Linked DNA regions of Mus musculus: all the other regions are linked to region 1. A link is a contact called in public promoter capture Hi-C data. All regions are on one chromosome and are shown on one strand. The core of a region is the stretch at or near the end of the contact, and the rest is flanking DNA. Distances in the headings are between cores, read along the strand shown.

The links. Promoter capture Hi-C pulls out the DNA fragments that hold promoters and counts their contacts.
Region 2: a contact with region 1 is called in a promoter capture Hi-C map of hippocampal neurons, with 5 times the contacts expected there. The contact joins the promoter of AW551984 here to the promoter of Msantd2 in region 1. A contact is called at or near these places in 2 of 39 promoter capture datasets (frontonasal cranial neural crest and hippocampal neurons).
Region 3: a promoter capture Hi-C map of pre-B cells shows a contact between it and region 1. The contact joins the promoter of Gramd1b here to the promoter of Msantd2 in region 1. A contact is called at or near these places in 2 of 39 promoter capture datasets (the C10 cell line and pre-B cells).
Region 4: a contact with region 1 is called in a promoter capture Hi-C map of pre-B cells. The contact joins the promoter of Fam118b here to the promoter of Msantd2 in region 1. A contact is called at or near these places in 4 of 39 promoter capture datasets (the C10 cell line, liver and pre-B cells).
Region 5: a contact with region 1 is called in a promoter capture Hi-C map of hippocampal neurons, with 7 times the contacts expected there. The contact joins the promoter of Scn3b here to the promoter of Msantd2 in region 1. A contact is called at or near these places in 3 of 39 promoter capture datasets (cranial neural crest, hippocampal neurons and second pharyngeal arch cranial neural crest).

What each region holds. Positions count from the first base shown.
Region 1 is chr9:37,488,032-37,490,731 of GRCm38.p6, forward strand. It overlaps Msantd2 (Myb/SANT-like DNA-binding domain containing 2), which reads left to right and starts at 1,290. Exons shown (of 4, transcript NM_146222.2): 1 at 1,290-1,802. The coding sequence starts at 1,293.
Region 2 is chr9:39,602,360-39,605,059 of GRCm38.p6, forward strand. It overlaps AW551984 (expressed sequence AW551984), which reads right to left and starts at 1,293. Exons shown (of 20, transcript NM_001199556.1): 1 at 1,168-1,293; 2 at 856-952.
Region 3 is chr9:40,454,478-40,457,177 of GRCm38.p6, forward strand. Gramd1b (GRAM domain containing 1B) reads right to left here and starts at 1,287. Exons shown (of 20, transcript NM_172768.2): 1 at 817-1,287. The coding sequence starts at 1,193.
Region 4 is chr9:35,266,484-35,269,183 of GRCm38.p6, forward strand. It overlaps Fam118b (family with sequence similarity 118, member B), which reads right to left and starts at 1,322. Exons shown (of 8, transcript NM_194257.2): 1 at 1,240-1,322. It overlaps Rpusd4 (RNA pseudouridylate synthase domain containing 4), which reads left to right and starts at 1,398. Exons shown (of 7, transcript NM_028040.2): 1 at 1,398-1,595; 2 at 1,919-2,084. The coding sequence starts at 1,407.
Region 5 is chr9:40,267,860-40,270,559 of GRCm38.p6, forward strand. Scn3b (sodium channel, voltage-gated, type III, beta) reads left to right here and starts at 1,357. Exons shown (of 7, transcript NM_001083917.1): 1 at 1,357-1,743; 2 at 2,109-2,188. The coding sequence starts at 2,134.

The DNA.
Region 1 (2,700 bases), core at 40-2,539:
GTATGACGGTCAAAGAACAAGTCATGAGAGCAGGTTGTCTTCAGTCATTGGGCGGGCTTGGCAGCAAATACCTGTACTGGTTGAGGCATCTTTCTGCCACTACTGAGGTTTTAAAGTTAATGATCTGAGATAAACAGGATTTCCAGCTTTAAAGAATATGGAAATTGACTAGGTGGTGGTGGCAGCTCAGGCCTTTAATCCCAACATTCCAGAGGCAGAGGCGGCAGGCGGAGTTTGAGGCCAGCCTGGTCTATAGACTTAGTTCCAGGACAGCCAGGATAACACAGAAAAACCTTGTGTCAAAAACCAAAATAATACCACACAAACAAGGTTATATCTTATAGCTATATGATACTTCAATGTTCAAGACTTTACGGAAATATTCAGGAGTGAGTGATGAGTGCTAATTTACTACTAGGTCACAGGAACAGTTTCATTTCCTTGAACTTGACTGGGAAATTTTAAACCAGTCCCAAATCCCAGTGGACTGAGGTACCGGAGTAGCTATTCTGCTGGGCTCTGGAGCTCTTTCATGTCCCCATTATAGATACTGTATAAAAGCAAGAAAGACATTTACTTTATCATTGGCTACACAGTTACTCAGAGGAACAAGAAAACAAACGAAACGAAGCTTGTGGGTGTGGCTCAGTGACAGGGTGTTTGCCTAGCAGAACACGTGAGTGCAATCAGAGTTGCTATAGAGGCTGAGTTTCTTGAAAAGCTAAAGCGTGCAAACTCTAACTCATATCTGTTCTCGAAAGTCTTGTCCAGAACCACTGCAAGCAGCCTTCCCGCTTTGCCTTCCTCCACATACCCTTTGTAGGGTTTCCTAGTCTCCAGTCTGGACCTCGGTTCCCGTACCTAAAGGCGGGCTTAGAGGGAGGATAGGCTCAGGGGCGGAGACAGGAAAACAGAAATAGCCAATTCGTCCTTAATTCGAGGCCCTCGCGGGCCTCACCCCTGTTGTGAGGGTTGAGATTGGAAAGGAAGTGGGGAGGCTCCAACCAGTCCTTCACTCCCGCGCCCTCATGCCCCCACCCTTCTCTGCTCGGAGCTTGGGTGCGCCGGGTCCCAGCTTCTCCTCCCGGGAGAGGAGCGGCCGGCACCAGCTGGCTGGAGGGGAAAGGCGAAGATTTGCGGGCTGCTTGGGCCAGCCAGACACATCCTCCGGGCCCTCTGACCGCGGCGAGCCACTCAGCCCCGAGCCAGGCCCCAGGGCAGCCCCGGAGACCCCGGTGGCCGGATGCAGGGGTGCGTCACTTCCGGGCGGTGCAGCGGCGGCGGCTTGGAAGATGGCTGCGCCCTGTGGCTCGGAGCTGCCCGCCAACTCGCCGCTCAAAATTCCGAAGATGGAGGTGCTTTCCCCGGCGTCTCCCGGCGACCTGAGCGACGGGAACCCATCGCTGTCCGACCCTTCCACGCCTCGGGGAGCCTCCCCTCTCGGGCCCGGCAGCGCGGCGGGCTCGGGGGCCGCGGCGTCCGGGGGTCTCGGGCTGGGGCTGGGGGGCCGCGGCGCTGCCTCGTCCTCGGTCTCCTTCTCGCCCGGCGGCGGCAGTGGCGGGGCTGCGGCGGCCGCTGCCGCCGCCTGCCGGGGTATGTCGTGGACGCCGGCAGAGACGAACGCGCTCATCGCTGTATGGGGCAACGAGCGGCTGGTGGAGGCGCGGTACCAGCAGCTGGAGGGAGCCGGCACGGTATTCGGCAGCAAGGCCCCTGGGCCGGCCATGTACGAGCGCGTGTCCCGGGCCCTGGCCGAGCTGGGCTACGAGCGGACCCCGTCCCAGTGCCGGGAGCGCATCAAGGTAACCGGCCGCTCTGCCCGGGGCTGCGAACCAGAGGCAGAGAAGGCGGGGAAACGGGCCTGGGGGCGGGGGCCGGGCCGAGCGCGGGGCTCCCCTCCCGGGCCCCGGGTATCCCTTGTGTCTGCTCCGCCTCTTTCTTCTCTCCCTGGGAAGGGGCGCTTCTTTCCAGATGGCCGCCAGCCCGTAGGTTTCCTGAGTTTGAAGTTGGGCGTGTCTGCCGCCGCCCCTCTTTCTTGCCAATTGAGGATGTTCCTGCGCTCTGAAGTTGGTAGTTTCTCTCATTGTGCGCGGGGCCCGCAACTGTCGCGGGTGCTGTCGCCCGCACTGCTTTGTTCCCAGATAGAGGGGCTCCCAGACTGAAGCTTTCCAGCTGGGATGGAATTGAGGAAGGGTAGCAGAGGGCCGGATGAGCGCCCAGTGTAAGATTTTTTTCCTTTGCTGAAGTTTCAAGAATAGAGCATTGGGACGGCTGGCCTTTTGTGTCAGTCGCTTTGCTTGTCAGTTGAGGTGATACAAGGACTAGCAAGATTTGAGGTGCTTTTGGAGAGCTGGAAAGGCTTAGTGAAAGAAAGGTCGTGTATTGTTATCGTGGAGGTAGAGGACAGTAGAGGACACCTTGAACGTTAGTCTGCTTGAAGGTTCTTTTGGAATTTGGACTGGCGATCTTTTCAGAGTCAGGTTGCCTTGAGAGTCAGGAGGCTTCTAATTCTGAGGAAGCCCTCTCTTGTCACCCAGGTTTTTTCTGCTTTAGTTAGGGTGCCCGGATGCGGACAAGTAAAACCGAGTATGCATCTGGCCATCCTTATGCATCAGCATGTTTAAATGTGGAGGCTTAATGTGGGTTAATTTTACCATCAGCCTGCATATCGGTTTACTGTTTCTAATGCGTTGTCTAGGC
Region 2 (2,700 bases), core at 43-2,542, 2.1 Mb after region 1:
ACACCGTTTTTGCACTAACACCTATGATGGGTGTAAATTTTTCCACGAGAGCATTCTGTATCTGATCATCATCACCTAGCTTCTCTTCCCCCGTTGTGAAAAAAAAAAAAAAAGAAAAAAGAAAAAAGAAAAGAGAAAAAAATGACCTGAGCTGCAGTGGCAGGCACCAACAAAGGTACTTTTCACTGGAGCTGAAGCGGCACTGCCTGGAACACACAGCATGCTCAGGACAACTGTTGCTCTGATGCTGATGAACCGGCTGAAGGGGCAGTTGATTTAAATACCTCCACCTTCCTACAACTATGCAAATAAGGGCTTTTGTCTTTCTTTGTGGCACAGCCCTACCTCAAAGCTTCCAAAGCAGTGGACAGTGCTACTCCTGGGCCAACCATCCTCATTTTAATAGCAATTACAAATCTGAGTTGTGACGTATCTTAGTGATACAGCATTTGCTTAGTATAGGCAGCGCGTGCGCGCGCGCGGGCACACACACACACACACACACACACGCAGAGAGAGAGAGAGGGGGGGGGAGAGGGAGAGAGAGAGCGAGCGCGCAATCTGCATGTTGATCACACTCACACACACCCACTCCCACAAATCAGCAGCTATGATTCTGGCTCAACTTGTTATTCTTCAACAGCTGCGGAATAAATCCTGGCTGTTAAAATGTTTTACCGCTTGACAGCAAAGCAAGAATTGCAACAGATGATAATTTATGAAAACACAGAGTATCTAGGAAAAAATACGGGGGGCGGGGGGCGTCCTTTAAATAAGACAAAATGTATAGGAAAGGCATGAGGCCAGGGAAAAGAATGCCTAATATCAATAGGAAGCTTAGAGCAGGAGACTCACCCAAGGGCTGAAAGATGTACTGTGTCTGGCAGCAGAGATCTCAGGCTGGCAGTGGCCACTGCAGGAGGTTGAGAGGAGAGAGGCAGACCACAGTCACCTGTAGTGAAAAACAAAACAAATATCCTTTATTTCCTGAATCTAACCTCATAGTAAATTTCGCTCGCGGAGGGATTTTCCTGACCACTCCACCCTTTCTCATATAAACAGTCAATTGTGGCAAGGCTCCATTCTGTCTCTCGGGGGGAAAAAAAAATGAGAAAAGTGTCTATCTAAGGTAGAGAGTTTCCTCAGGTGGGACCAAGATCCAAGAACCTGTTGTTGCTGGTGGTGGACGTGGAAGACCGAGGGCTTCTCAGTGAGTCACCCGGGATCAGCTCCGGTGTGGACCCTCAGGGCAGAACAACTGCAGTGAAGGGGGCGGGAGTGTGAAGAAACAGCTGGCCACTCCCCTGCTGTTGGCTGCTGGGAACTAGAAGCTAACCATGGAGGAGACTTGGAAAGGGGAGCTTACATAGTTTTTTTTGGGGGGGGGGGTAATTTCAATTTTCAATTGTCTGCTCTTGATTTTTAGCACCTCAAGACTTCCTGATATTTATTTATTTTAAGAACTTAAGAGCTCCAATCAGTTTTCAGTTTTCGTTCTAACTGCACTCCCATGGCACAATTTTACATAAAGCTGATAACTTAATTGACTGAAAGGAAAGGAACTTCAGAGTTTGAAGAAGTAGGCGCCAAAGATTTAAGGAAGTAGAGAAAGAGACGGTTTAAGACAGATGAGAACAAGAGGGACTTGCTTGAGGTTATTAGATGATTAAAGGATTCTTGCATCCCGATAAACTTCCAATGGCGCAGAAATCACTCACAAGTACCCACTCCCCACACTTGGCTCTTGCAGTTTAAGCAAGCCCCTAAAGGGGGATGGGCCTCCTGAATAAGTGGAGCCGGGGAAGGGAAGGCAATGTCCGGGATGGGAGTGGTTGGGTGTTTTCAGAGCTGGGAGAGGGATGTCTGCAGCGCTGGCTCTTACCTTCCCCAGAAATCCCGGTGCTGTGAGTCAAGAAAAATGAAAACAGCTGCGGATTAATTTTCCTGGAAAACACGCCCACCTCTCTGGCTCTGCTGTAACATAGCAACTCTATGACTGAAGCATCTGCAAGGAAGAGAATCCCTGTTAAATTTCCAAGATGCAGAGGATGGATCACAGACCAGGCAAAGTCAAAGGCAGGCAAATCCTTCTTCACGTGAACATTTAAAATTGTAACAACAGAAAGACCCGGTGTGGAAATGCGGTGCTTCTGTAACAAATTTAATTACCAATGGGTTTACATCAGCGCTTCGAAGTTTGAAGTTTGAGTTGAAGTTGAGGTATCCTGGCTTCCATCCCCAGGTTATGTTCCGTTCAGGGCACACACTGTAGAAATCACATCTGGTGCTGCTCACTGTCTGCTGGACTATCTACCAGCAAAAGCCAAAACCTGGCATACTAAACAGATTTCTTCCTCCATTGTGCTGAAATAAAAACCTAGAACTTGTCTTCCACAGAGGAGACATGACACACATCTTGTAAGAAGCAGAATTGGGGAGTATTTATGGCAAATATACACAAATAAATAGAACTTTATAGTTAACCATAAATCCAAACTTTATTTTAAAACAATGTGTAATTTACTTTTTCCATTTTAAAGTTTTTCATGAGTCCAATGATCAAACCTTTAAAGAAAAACGTCACTTTATATGCATACATATTGTACATACATCTGTGTATATATGAAAGGCACTGGTATATGAATTTGTATTTTGTCAATAAGAGGAGATAGGAATATGATTACCCAACAGTACTAGCTA
Region 3 (2,700 bases), core at 37-2,536, 3.0 Mb after region 1:
CCACCAGCAGCAATAACAGCAACACCCCGCCCCCTCTAATAGTACAGACCTCTGCTAATGGTCATACCCCGAGTCCAGAAGTAAATTGAAGAGGGGACATGGTATCCATGAGTAGCGGGGACTCCATGCCACCATGGGCAACTTCCTGAAGCAACACACACACACATTACCCTGTGAGCTTCATGCTAGTTCTTGAATGTGAACAGCAAACATCTCCCTAGCAAAACTGAAGCTGGCACGGTGATCGATCGTGAGATGTGTCCGTGATGTGGTAGAAAATGTGAATACGTCACCTCTCCATAGGCAACATGGACCTGTACCAGCAGGGTAGTGTAGGAAAAAGAAAATGACAAAAAGTGAAATGGGATTCGGAAGTCCATGTGGAGGCGTCACTTAAACTTCTGTCACTAGTCTCCCGACACCTCCACCTGTACAATGGAATCATAGCCTAATACTATCTACCTAATTTCTCCAAATTCCATCCTCAGGTGAAGCCCTCACCACAGACAGTAGTCTGCGCACAGTAAGGGCTTAAGAGATAATAAAAGATAACACTGTATTGGCCATTTTGCTGTGAGGGTCAAGAAATGAAACGCAGCATGAACCTATGTCAAACACATCAAGTAATGTAAAGTCCCTAGTTCTAGGCTGTGTGGTAGCCCTGGTGCCCTGGCAGTGCCTGAAGACGCCAAGGTGACGCGATAAGCTCCTTCTTTGATCCCGGAAGTTTCCACCAGAATGCCCTAGGGTCCTAGACCGCCCTGGGGAGGGGCGAGAGGTTCAGGGGAAGACTGCTGGAGAGAAACTGGAACCTACCTGCTTTCACTGCATTCTTTCCGCTCCCTCACCCTCAGCCACTTGCGGAGCAGGAAGCGTTTTCGGCGCGGGGACGCACTGGGTGTGGAGCAGTTGGACCACGGGGTGTCCTCGTCGCTGGAGGGCGTAATCTCAATGGACGGCAGTTGCAGGAACTCCTTGCCGGGGGCCAGGACGCCGGGTAGGTCCGGGGCTACCAACCCCGCCTCCAGGCTCTGCTCCTGCACGTTCTTCATCCGGCGCATCTTAAAGCGCCGGCGGCGAAGCGTGGGGGTGGACGAGCTGGACCACACCGCGCTGCCCTCGGGTGCGCCCTGAGGTTCTGGCACCTGCAGGGCGGGCAGCTGCAGGTTCTCCATCATGTTGGCCGCCGGCATCGGGGTCCCTGGCCGCTGCTCCGTGCCCTCCGCCTGCAGCCTGGCTCGAGGCTTCCTCTCTCGGCTCCCTACCCTGGGGCCCGTGGCACTATCCCCTCTCACGTTCAGCGGGAGGCTCGAGCCTGCCAGTAGATCAAGTTCCTTTTCCTGGAGCGCCGCGAGGAGGGGACTGAAGGGGACGCCGCCTCCTGCGGTCTAGAACTTTAAGAAGCGCGCTTCCTCGCTCAGTCCGACGAGGGAAGAGGCGACCCGGGACGCAGTGACAGTCGCCTGCCAAGCTTTGCCACCCGGCTGCCCTCCTGGGGCTCCCCTTCGCGTGCCCGTGTGTTTGTCTTCCGCTGCGCCCGCTTGCTCGCTTGCTCTCTCTGCCGGTGTCTTTGCCTTAGCGGGACTCGGCGGCCCCGGACCCCAGGGAACTGCGCAGCAAACTCTCAGTGGTTTGCGTTCAGCCGACTGCGTTGGGGAGCCGGCTTGGCGCTGCAGGAGAGTGGAGGACTGGAAGAAGAGGCGGTGGTAGGAGGGAGAGGAAAGAGAGAGAGAGAGAGAGAGAGAGCAAGGGAGACACTAGATAAAAACAAAAAAAGGTGGAGTAGGTGGAGGGGGGTGGGGGCTGAGGAGGGAGTGGGTTGCTAGCCTGAAAGGACACGCACAGGCAGCGACAGCCAGCGACAGCCTTGTAACTGTACACGGAATCCCTTGGGGAGGGACTATACCTCCGAGTCAAGGCTGCTCCAATCAGCCTAATGAAATAGGAGCACAATCCAAACTTTCTCAAGGCAACGATTGGCTAAGCAGCTCTGGTTAGCAAACTCCCTGTTTTTTTTTCCCCTGGGGGAGGGGAATCAATGGATTTAGCCCTCCCTCGCAGACCACCCAAGATACAGGGTTGAAGGAAAACTGGGTGACTTTTCAGCCAAATCTCTCTCCTAAGAAATGCGCGTTCTCCGAGTTGTTTGGAGTGCTGACCAGGAAGACAGGGCATACATAATCAGAAGGAAAATGGAAAGTTCCTGGAGGCTGCTTCCAAAATGGCAAGCTGGGAAGAAAAGACAGTTCTGTAGAATAAGCTGAGGACACCAGACACGGACACAAAGACACACGATAGGGTGGAAAGACACAGGACACACAGGACCATTAAGGGAAAGATACTGGATACATGGTGTGTGGCCTGGCCAAAACTATAGCCCGATTATAAGTGAAAGGCAAAGAGGCTGAGAGAAGTTAGCCGGTGCACCACCCTCAGAGACTCCAGGGAGTCAAGTGCATCCTTGGACATTCCTGAGACTGTGTGATGCTGCTTCATCTTGCTGGGGAATGGGTTGGGTCACACCGTTTACTGTGGCCTCAGACCTCTGAACAGAAATATGGACTAGTCCTGCCAAGTATATCAGTGTGCTAGAGGCAGGTGAACCCTGAGAGGTGGGATGTAGAAGTGATCTGCTTTAGGAAGACATTCTGTGTTGGACTGAGCTTGCTGGGGTACAAGTTTAACACTCAACGACCCCCA
Region 4 (2,700 bases), core at 72-2,571, 2.2 Mb before region 1:
GCCACATAAAATATTTGTGAGCTTACTATATTAACAGGTTTGGGGATGAAAGAAGTCCTCCAGTAATTCACATCACACCTTGACTGTATAGCTGGTAATTCACATTTCAAGGACAGTACTTAGCAGGGGGGAAAAGACCGCGGAATGGGACGGGGCTTCATTAATGATCATCTACATTACAGCAGCCTAGTTGGTTTCCCGGATATACTTTCCTTTTTGATCTGTCCTGCTTTGTATTGCCACATTCCTCTCTACAATACCACTTGCAAGGGATTTCTCAAGAAGTTTCAAAGATCCAACTATCACATGAAGTTTAAATTCTTCAACTTCTAGTCTTCTGAGGCTATTCACCTGTTCAACTGTTTCACATGTGGTTTCCTTCTGCTAATTCATTTTGGAGGGAGAAACACCCAAGCCTAATTCAACTATTCATTCTCTAACTGAAATGCAATCTGGCTATCTTGAGGGAAGAGTCACTAGTTCTCACGACATCCCTTCAGCATCAGCTTCCCCAGCAAACGGCATGCGCATCCCAAGGTGTTTTCGAGATTACCATTCCAAAACAGCTGTTCATATTCCCAGCTGCCCTTTGGCGATAGGAGAGTCGTCGTTTGCAGTTCGGGAGTCTCTTGTAGGAAAGGGAGAGAGAGAGAGAGAGGGTTCGACGGTTTCAAGCTATGGAAGGAAAGACTAAAGGAGGCAAAGGGGGAAAAGCTCTTTACTTTCCTTGGGAAGAGTAGATAAGGGAAGAAAGAGGAGACCCCAAGAAACGAACTCTAGAGAAAGGTCAGTATAAACCCGTAGCGCTCTCGAGGTAGGACGTATGGGGCGGGGGTCCTGGATGAAGGAAAAGAACCGTCATCTTCGGGAGGACTGGCTACAAACAACGCGAAACAAAGGGGTTGGCAGTCGCAAAGCGGGAGGTTGGAATATGAGAGATCTGGGGATCTCCGGAGGACGAGCGGCAAGAAAACGAGAAAGAACACCACACGTCCCTCTGAGGACCCGCCGAGGACCTGGTTGCTAAGAGGGACCAGACAGGTGCCGGTAAAGACTGAGGAGCAGCCAGCTTCACTTCTAAGGACGCGGGGGCGGGGAAGTGTTTCTGCGTGGAGTCGTGCCCCGAAGCGAGACACGCTTGCCAGGGCAGTGCTCTCCAAGAATGGAGATCCGGGCCATGCGAAAACCGTTGGGGCACCGGCATTTCCCAGCCCTCGCCTGGCTTCCCCACACACTCACCGCGTCTGCTCCAAACGCCACCGCTCCAGCTGCAGCTACCGGCCGGCGCAGCCGCACTGAGCGCGCACCGCCCCACGTGACCCGTAGGCTACCTGCCCACGTGATCAGCAGGGCCCACCCCCCCCCCCTTCCTCCTCTCCGCGCTGTCCGGCCCCGCCCTCGCCAAGATGGCCGCGCCCTGCTTGCGTACGCCTGGTGTCCAGCTTTTGAGTATGAGTTCGCGTCCCGGGAGATTGTTCACTCCCGGCTCCTGGTCGTTTTGTTCCAGCGCTACTTCCTCTAGGCCCCTGAATGCTCAGAGATTGGCAGAGAAGCTCCGAGCCCAGAAACAAGAGCAAAAGGCAAAGGAAGTGCGGGTGAGTCTAGAGAGACTCAACTTCCGAGAAGCGATGCTCTCACGGCTTTCTTAGGTGTGGGGTGTGGTAGGCAGGTCCTGTAACAGCAAGTACATCAATGTTGAGAATATTCTGTGTGGTAGTCGGAATACCGCACTTTTGCTACTGCCAGACCCACCGCGTGGGTATGCAGATAAGACAGATGGCTATGTATGGTCCCAAAGGAAACATGAGTCAAATTATACAGTACAGTCATTCCACGGATTTCCACCTAAATCGCACTTAAGGCCATTCCCAGCGCTTCACTCCTTCATTAAGCTTTTTCCACCTTTCTCTTTCCTTAGGTGCCTACAAACCCCGTTCAGCGGAGAGTGCAGGAACTAGTGCGATTCACACAGCAGCTGCAGCGAGTTCACCCCAATGTGCTTGCTAAGGAACTGAGCCGAAGGATTCTCCACCAGGACAACGACCTCGTGGTCATTAATAAACCCTATGGTCTCCCTGTCCATGGTAAGAGCCATGTGGGCTAAGGAGAGAAACCTGCTGCTGCTTCCTCTTCCATCTAGGGTCACCCCTGAAGCTTTATTCATGAGACACTCTTGAATTCAAGTTAATTAAACCTTATTATCCCATGTATGTGACTACTGGTAACAAACCAGTGTCTAGTCCCCACTTGCAGATACCTGACAGTGAGCTGTATGCAGCCTCCCACAGGAATTATTGCAGAGAGATACAGAAGCTCAGTTCTGCACTGTGGGCTGTGTACAGCCACCCACAAGAATCGATGCGGAGAAATACAAAAAGTTACTTGCTAACTGTTATTTTCCATCAAAGTGGTTAAAACAAAACAACAACGAAAAAGGAGTTGGGAGCCAGTGTGCGACTGCCGCCCCAGGTCTAGGGGAGGATCCGGTGTTCATGTTCAGATCAGTCTCAGCAGCAGCAAAACTTCATTTCAAAATGAGAGAGGTAGAGAGACAAGGCTGGGAAGAGGAAATAATACACACGGTTGCGGTACACAGTAACCCCAGAGGGACTGGAACTTAATAGATGTCCTGATGCTGCTGAGTGTTCTGATGGGGGACGGCTGAAGTGAGTCAGAATTGAAAGGGAAAAAAAAAAAAAA
Region 5 (2,700 bases), core at 107-2,606, 2.8 Mb after region 1:
GTACACTGGAGAAGTTTAGTTCCAAACAAAAAGTTCTTGCGATGGGTCATGGAGGAAATGACTTCTTTATTGAGGAAAATGTATCAAGAACGATTAATGCAGCTTGGGGAGGAATGGGTATAGAAGTCAAATGAGTACAAAGAACTTCCTTACGCGTCAGAAGGGGGGGGCGGGGGGCGGTTAAGCTGTGAAGAGCCAGCTGTCACACAAGAGAGTTCCAGCACACTCGTCAGGAAAGCGCCTCACTGATTCCTGAGTTGTGAAAGATGTTGCAGATTTTGAGAACCTCAAAGGCTGATCCTCAACACAAGATGGCGTTTTACGACCCCGTGGCTCTCGGCCCGGGAAGAAACCTGACTGAGGACCTTCTGTGACTGTGTATGTGACATTTAGCAGGGAGCATTTCCTGTGTATAGTTCATTTACCGTCAGCTGTTACTCCGCATTCCCTTTAGGAATATCACTGTTATGCCCCCCCCCCCGACCCCCACCCCTTTTTGGCTAGAGAACAGGAGAAAAGGGCCTGGGCAGGAGCCAGACTTTTGTACCAGTCTTTCACCATTAAGCCTTCCCTTCGATTCCAGGCATGCCTAATCCGTTAAGTCAATTCGAGTTTATAACTGAGTGTAAAGGTTCAGGTTTCCCTTCCAGAAATAGGGCGGGGATGCTCAGCAGCTGCTAGGACTCGGAGCGTCTAAGAGTTGGAAACCGTCTCAACATCACATCGTCTATCTGCCTACAAATGGTTGGGGAAGGTGGGGCACCTCAGATAACTTGGGAAACGAGAAATCATCCTTCCTTATCCCTACCCTAAAGCTTATCCGAAGCTCGCATTTGGAACTAGACTGAGCACTGAGGTAGGGACAGGTGTGCCACACCCTACCCTATTTGCTACAAGCAGAAATTGCCTTGCTGTGTCCCTTGTGTGGGAACCCATTAATCAAGGCAATTCAAAGGCTGGGGAGGCAAGAAGGGGGGGGGGGATAAAGTAGAGGGCGAAGAGAAGCCAGCCAGGAGCTAGCTGGTACTGTAACTATTATAGATGACATCATTGCTTCAAAGAGATGTGTCCCTCCATTCCCCAGAGCTGTGGGCAAGTGTATTTGGGAGGCAGCAGGAGTGGGGTTGCCTGGAGGGGGTGGGTAAATAGGTGGAAGCTATGTGTGTGTCCATAACTCAGAGAGAAACCCAGACAGTAGAAAACCGAGGTGACAGCCAGCTAGCCAGACAAGAAGCCACCGCGGTCGGAGGGTGTTTGCGCTCCTCCCCCTCTTCTCAACGCGCCAGCCCTGGGAGGGGCACGTGGGTTTAGGGGTGGGGAATATGTGTCCAAGGGGGAGGGTCCATAGCGACCAAAGCGGCAGAGAGCTGCCTGCGCATGTCAAGGCTAGCAACACATTCAGCTAGGGGGTGGCCCTGGAGAGGGGCGGCTTGATCACCCAATCGCCCAGCATCGGGGCTTCGCAGGATCCAGAGACGCGCCCCGCGGAAGGGGGTCCCCCCCTCTACCCAGCCTCCACCTCTGAGATCGCCAGTCCCACCGAAGCTCCCGCCTCTTTCCACGCCTGGTGGACCTCATGGGAGCCCGGGGCTGCTGTGTACAAGACTGAAGTGGAACACATTCTGTAGCCCAGACGACGGCTGGAGTGGGGACACGCCCAGCTGGAGAAGCCTGCCCCGCCGTAGAAGCCCGAGATTCTGAGTCTCGGTGGATCGAAGTCGCTGTCCCTAGGGGAGGCGAGAGGTGAATCAACACTGACTCCTTCCACAGGCCAGCATCCCCGCGCCGGCTGCGAGACTCCCTTCCCAGTCCACTTTGCTTTGGTTGCAAACGCAAGCAGAGGAGAGGGTTGGAATTCCAAGAGTGGGGTGGGCGGGAAGGCTACTGTCCGTGGTGCTGAGCCAAGCCCCGAGGCTCGCTTTAGCGAGGTGGCTTCAGCTGACACCTACACTGGGCTCCAGATCCCGCAGACCCCCTAGGAAGGGGACTTGACCTTTTTCTTCCTCCTCCCACTCAGAAGGTCCGCTCCCTTAGGGGCAGTTAATCCCTGAAGGTTTCCTCGAAAGAATCAGAGGGCTCAGTCCTTGACAGAGATCCTCTCTGTTCAGTTCCAGAAACCACTTACGAGAAAAGATGCCTGCCTTCAACAGATTGCTTCCCCTAGCTTCTCTAGTGCTCATCTACTGGGGTAAGTACAGCACCCTGCCTTGCAATGTGCTAATACCACGCATCGTGCTAACAATAACAACACTTAAGTGATGTCGATGGTGACAAAAAGGAGCTCTGGTTTCTCTCTGTGCATTTTTGCCAGACATGGAGATCCACACGCGCTCCCAGAGACCTGGGTTTGGAGGTTTGCAAAGGCACCTCCCTGCTCCCTGTGCCTTGATTTTTTTTTCCCTCCTAACCATCTTTAATGCTTCTCTGATTCCCGTCTTTCCTAATTTTTATTTTTTCTCCTCCCTTCCCCCTTTGCTGAAAAGGAATGTATCCGTTTATTATTTCAAAATCTTGCTTGCATTTTTTACATTTGCATCGCTCAGTGAAGAGTCAGTCAGTCCTGAAAATCTCAATGATTTGGTGTATGTGTGTGTGGGGGGGGGGGGCACACTCATTTCTCTCTATGGTTTAAAAAAAAGCACAAAACCTGGATGCATGAATTTTGAGAGAGAGAAACTATAGCTTGTCCATCTGTTAAAT